2 separate regions of the Rattus norvegicus genome follow, and region 2 is linked to region 1. A link is a contact called in public Hi-C data. All regions are on one chromosome and are shown on one strand. The core of a region is the stretch at or near the end of the contact, and the rest is flanking DNA. Distances in the headings are between cores, read along the strand shown. Region 1 has its middle 6.0 kb from the start of Cela3b. Region 2 overlaps Hspg2 (heparan sulfate proteoglycan 2).

Region 1 (2,803 bases), core at 81-2,580:
AAGAAGAAGAAGAAGAAGCAGAAGAAGCAGAAGAAGAAGATAGGTTGAGGAAGGCATAAAGAGCATCCTCCTCTTCCAGGGCCTCCGCATCAGTTCAGGCCTCCAGACTCCTGCCTTGAGTTTCTGCCTCTCAGATAATGGGCCGTAGGTTGTAAAATAAAAGAAACCCTTTCCTTCCCCAGTTGCTCGGTGATCATGGTGTTTTATCAAGCAAGAGAAACCTGACTAGATCATGTGTGTTCCAAGGATCACCTCAGGTTACCAGGCTTGGGGCTGCTACCTTTACATGTTAGACCATCTCGCTGGCCCTTGATCTGGTTTTAGATTATTTTGGGTCTCTGCTTCATTTGACTAAACCTGCATCAAGTCAAGGCCTTGGAGGGAACAAATGCCAGTCCTAAGGAGTTTCTAGGAAGACTTAATCAAAGGAGGCACGGGTTGGGGAAACAGACAAGGGGCAGTGAAGCCTCCTAAGGCTCACAGCAGTGGGGAGCCTATAACATTGTAGGCCTGAAGGGGCAGAGGGAGGGGGAAATTTGTGGAGCTAAGAGATGACCTAGAGGGCTGGAGAGATGGCTCAGTGGTTAAGAGCAATGGTTGCTCTTCCAGAGGTCCTGAGTTCAATTCCCAACAACCACATGGTGGCTTACAACCATCTGTAATGGGATCTGATGCCCTCTTCTGGTGTGTATGAAGACAGCTACAGTGTACATAATAAATAAATAAATAAATAAATAATGTACTTAAAAAAGAAAAAAGAGATGACCTAGAAAGAAAATTGGAGGTGAAGCCAGGGCCCTTGGAGAGAAGCTGGATAAGCCACAGGGGGTAAGGAGCATCACCCCCTCACCTCTGAGACTGTCTTCTTTCTCACAGCACCATCCAGGTGACCAGGAACACCCTGGCACCTGTCCTGACACTGGCGCTCATCTGTGGAGTGTGCACTTGGCTGAGAGAGCATTCCGAGTGGACCTCTACCTCCACCCTACCCCTGCCAGGCCTCCAGAAGGCATGGCACCCGCTGTGGGAAAGGCTACCTGAGCACATTGCCCAATGCCTTTGTGTTCCCACTAAAGCAAGGCCTTCCTTGGGACGAGGGCCACCTGTGCAAGTTCCAGGTCTAGAAGCCACAGATGGGTGCTTGCTTAATCCTAGGTGTCCTTACACACACACACACACACACACACACACACACACACACACAGACACACACACACACACCAGGCTGGCTGCCAATCTGGGAGGGACGGGACTGGTAGTTGGGGAACTAAGAGCAACCAAGTACCAGCAGGTTCCAGGCATCAACCTCTCAAATGTGTGACTCACAGCAAACACAGCACAGGAAATGCTCTGAGAAGTCCTGAAGCAAAAAGTCATTTGAGCTTTGTCCTATTTCCCAATGCCACTGGGGCTTTCTGTTTTCTTTCTTTCTTTCTTTCTTTCTTTCTTTCTTTCTTTCTTTCTCTCTTTCTTTCTTTCCTTCTTTCTTTCTTTCTTTCTTCCTTTCTTCCTTTCCTTCTTTCTTTCTTTTTCTTTCCTTCCTTTCTTTTTTCTTTTTCTCTTTCTTTTCTTTCTTTCTCTTTTCTTTTTCCTTCTCTCTCCCTCCCTCCCTCCCTTCCTTCTCTTCTTTTTTTTAAAAAAAGATTTATTCATTTATTATATATAAGTACATTGTTGCTGTCTTCAGACACACCAGAAGAGGGCATCAGATCTCATTACAGATGGTTGTGAGCCACCATGTGGTTGCTGGGATTTGAACTCAGGACCTCTGGAAGAGCAGTCGGGGCTCTTAACCTCTGAGCCACCTCTCCAGCCCCTTCCTTCTCTTTTTTTTTTTTCCCGGAGCTGGGGACTGAACCCAGGGCCTTGCCATTGCTAGGCAAGCGCTCTACCACTGAGCTAAATCCCCAACCCCCCTTCTCTTCTTGATACAGTTTCACTATGTAGCTTTGATTGAGTTGCTACTCTTTCTGTAGATCAGGCTGGCCTTGATCTCCCAGATCCACCTGCCTCTGCCTCCCCAGATGTATTCCACGCTTTTCAGACCAGTAGACATGTCAAAAACAAATTTGGTTTTGTTTTAGCAGATGCACTTTTAGAACTTATGTAGCGGGTGGGTGTGGGTAAGTGCGCGTGTACCTTGCAGCACTCTTGTGGAAGTCAGAGAACAAGTTTGGGAGTTGGTTCTTTTCTGCCACCATGTAGGTGCTTGGGATTGAACTCAGGTCCTCAGGTTTGGCAGCAAGTGCCTTCTGCAACTGAGCCATGTAGACAGCCCCTGTGGTGGTTTGAATAGGCATAGCCCTCATAGGCTCATATATTTGAATGCTCGGTCAACAGGGAATGGAATTGTTTGATAGGATTAGAGCGATTAGGAGGCATGGCCTTGCTGGAGGAAGTGCATCTCTGGGGGTGGGCGTTGAGGTTGCAAAAGCCAGGTCAGCAGATCCAATCTTGCTGCTCTGCCTATGGAGCTGGATGCAGCTGTCAGCCGCTTCTCCAGCAGGTCTGCCTACGTGCTGCCATGCTCTCCCCGTGATAATAATGGGCCGAGCTTCTGAGACTGTAAACAAACCCTCAATTTAACACTTTCCTTTGTAAGAGTTACTGCGGTCATGTGTTTCTTCGCAGCAATAGAACAGTACACACACACACACACACACACACACACACACACACACACACACACACACATGCACGCGCCTGATCACACTGAGGCCCAAAGCTGAGTCCTCTATCATTCTTCCAACCTTATTTTTATTTGTTGGGGCCAAGGTTTCTCAATCAAACCCAGAGCTTGCCG
Region 2 (2,755 bases), core at 236-2,735, 66 kb before region 1:
ACATACAGTGTGCCACCGTGAGCAAGAGGAGGCCCTAGCTGGTTCCTTCTACGATTCCGGTTCTCGAGATCGAACTGTAGTCGTGAGACCTGGCGGCAAGCACCTTTACCCGCTGACCAATCTCACCAGCTCTAGTCTATTTTGTGCGTGTGCTGTCCTTAAAATAAGACTTTTTTTTTTTATGCATATGAGTACACGGTAGCTGTCTTCAGACACATCAGAAGAGGGCACCAGATCCCATTACAGATGGCTGTGAGCCACCATGTGGTTGCTGGGATTTGAACTCAGGACGCCAGGAAGAGCAGTCGGTGCTCTTAACCGCTGAGTCACCTCTCCAGCCCCCGTGTGTGTTGTTCGTTTGTGTTTGTTGTTGTTGTTGTTTAAGACAAGGTCTCATTTACGACAGGCTGGCCTCGAACTCATATATAATGGTGGCTAGCCTTGAACTCCTGATCTTCCCTCCTCCACCACCCAAGTTCAGGAATTAAGTTGGTGTATACCACGGCGCTCAATATATGGGCCGTCTCTTGAGGTCCTACCTGGGGTGGGTTTCATAGAACTTTCTGCAGCCAGGACTGTTCCTGGAAAGACTCCATCCCTAGTAGGGGGACACACGGCTCACCTCCTGACGCATCATCAGCCAACAGGTCCTCATCGTCAGAGAGGTATGAGTAGGTCCAGCCATACCGGCTCGCTGTGACAGTCTCTGTGTCCTCAGGAAGGGAAAGGCCATCATAGGCCCTTAGCCCCTGTGTCACCTATGGGAGATGACAGCCCGTGAGTCACCCTCTCCTGTCAACTGCCAAACTCTAGGGCCCTTCTCATTTCAGAGGGGACCCAACGTTCCATCCCAATAGCCCCTCCACAGTTGTTAGATTCACGATGGCTGAGAGAACCAGGAGGAGTCACTTTTTGTAACTCAGCTACCCAAAGACCCACCCACCCCTTGGAGGCCTCGGAGCCCAATGTTCAGATTCTCAGGGATTCTCTGGATAAAGCAAAGAGTAAAAGGAAGGTCATTTGGTAAAAGGTGGCTTCGTTGTCATTGGAGGATGCAAGGGGACACCCAGGACATGAGAGTAGGCCAGCGGACACAGGTAGATATTAGGCAACCTGAAGAGACATGAGCAGGTAGAGGAGTGGCCAGTTTAAGTGTGGAGGGGACATGGGCAGAAGGGAGAGAATTGATGTAGGCTTTGGTGACGGTTCCTCCCTCCTCTGGCCCTTGGCCTTCCACAGCTCCTCCCTCCTCAGTCCTTTGGCCTTCGCCACCAGGTCTGGTGTCCAAGCCTGGCTGCAGGCAGCACATTCCACTGCTCAGAACACGTAAAGCCCTGCAGCTAAATGCTTGTGTCTGAATGGAGGCAAGACAGACATCAACTCCCCGCGACCTCGGACTAATGCTAAGCTCAAGTGCATCTGAGGCATCTGTCCTGGGAGAGCAAGGGGGAGGTGTGGGACAGCGGCAAAGCACAAGGCTAAGCCTGGTGCCTATGACCCAGGCTCTCCCAAGAAATGGCTGTGGGCAGTGGACGCCTACATCCGCTTGGACAATATCTAGATGTTTTCAAAGGCGTTGTCCAGGTAACTGAGAGGAAAACACCCAGGGAGCCCAAAGACTGGGAGGCCCCAGACGCAGGAATTCAGTATTCAATGACCCCAGGACAGTCCCAAATCCCTGGTGAAAGGGCTTCAGGCACTGCCAGGGCTCGGTGGTGTCTGGACAGAGGGACACAGTTCCCTGTGAAAGCCCCAATTCTATACAGTCCATGTCCCCCATGACTAATGCTACAGGGCTTTCTGCCACAGTGTCCTTCCTTGTCTGCTTTCTGGAACCAACTCTTGTTATCCTTTCGAGCTATGTTACTTAGCCGTTACCCCAATAACTGCCCAGAAACAAAACCGCACGCACGTTTAGTCTGGTATATCGGCTCACACCTATAATCCCAACACTTAGGGTGGGGCAGGAGAATCAGTTCAAGGTGAACCTTGGCTGCACAACAAAGTGGAGGTCAGTCTGGGTTACCTAAGACCTTGTCTCAAACACACACACACACACACACACACACACACACACACACACACACACACACACACTCTGCTGGTCTTTCCTTCACTGTGTGTGGCACTCTCTCCCACCCTATGTTCCCATAAGTAGACACAAAATCCCTGGGTCTGTCTTATCTGCTGCCAGTCCATCCACACGGGAGCTGAGGCTCAGTCTAACTGCCAGGCACAGCCATCATCTGTGTGTGTGTGTGTGTGTGTGTGTGTGTGTGTGTGTGTGTGTGTGTGTTTCCAGGACTGAGCACTACTTGATCACTTTGTGTTTGCCCCACTGCTGAGCCTAGGATAAGAGCTGTACAGCCCTCACCTGACACCCTGGTATGACCTACTGCCTGATCCTCATAGGCAAAGAGCCGTGTCGCTACCAGATCCCTCTCTCCCAACTACAGAAGGGCTCATTCCTGTCCACAGTGGTAGCCAAAGGCTTGCGGACTATGTCCCCACGCAAACAGGTATGTGACCTCTGAATCTCCAGGACTGGTAGCCAAACACAGTGGGACATGTCTCTAATACCAGCACTTAAGAGGCAAAAGCAAGGAGGTCATGAGTTCAAGGCCAGCAGGGGTCTTGCCTCGAAAACACGCAGTGTCTTGTCTCACTGATACCGGCACTTGTCTTCTTCAACATGCAAGGCCCTGGGTTTGGTTCCAAGTACCATCATCACCAAAACACAAAAGCAGAACCACCC

Evidence for each region. Hi-C and Micro-C count contacts between places; a contact is called where the count stands out from the background.
Region 2: a contact with region 1 is called in a Hi-C map of the A7r5 cell line, with 3 times the contacts expected there. The contact joins two enhancer-like sites. A contact is called at or near these places in 6 of 12 Hi-C or Micro-C datasets (the A7r5 cell line, Schwann cells, kidney and 3 more).

What each region holds. Positions count from the first base shown.
Region 1 is chr5:154,924,953-154,927,755 of GRCr8, reverse strand. No RefSeq gene overlaps it. Among named protein-coding and RNA genes, the nearest start is that of Cela3b, 6.0 kb to the right of the region's middle. Within about 2 kb of position 1,330, at least 4 of the 93 cell types and tissues checked have an H3K27ac peak or open chromatin away from gene starts, as enhancers often do. A contact at or near this core is called in the A7r5 cell line, where this site is marked.
Region 2 is chr5:154,991,446-154,994,200 of GRCr8, reverse strand. Hspg2 (heparan sulfate proteoglycan 2) reads right to left here. Exons shown (of 97, transcript NM_001427438.1): 2 at 623-758. Among named protein-coding and RNA genes, the nearest start is that of Hspg2, 32 kb to the right of the region's middle. Within about 2 kb of position 1,485, at least 23 of the 93 cell types and tissues checked have an H3K27ac peak or open chromatin away from gene starts, as enhancers often do. A contact at or near this core is called in the A7r5 cell line, where this site is marked.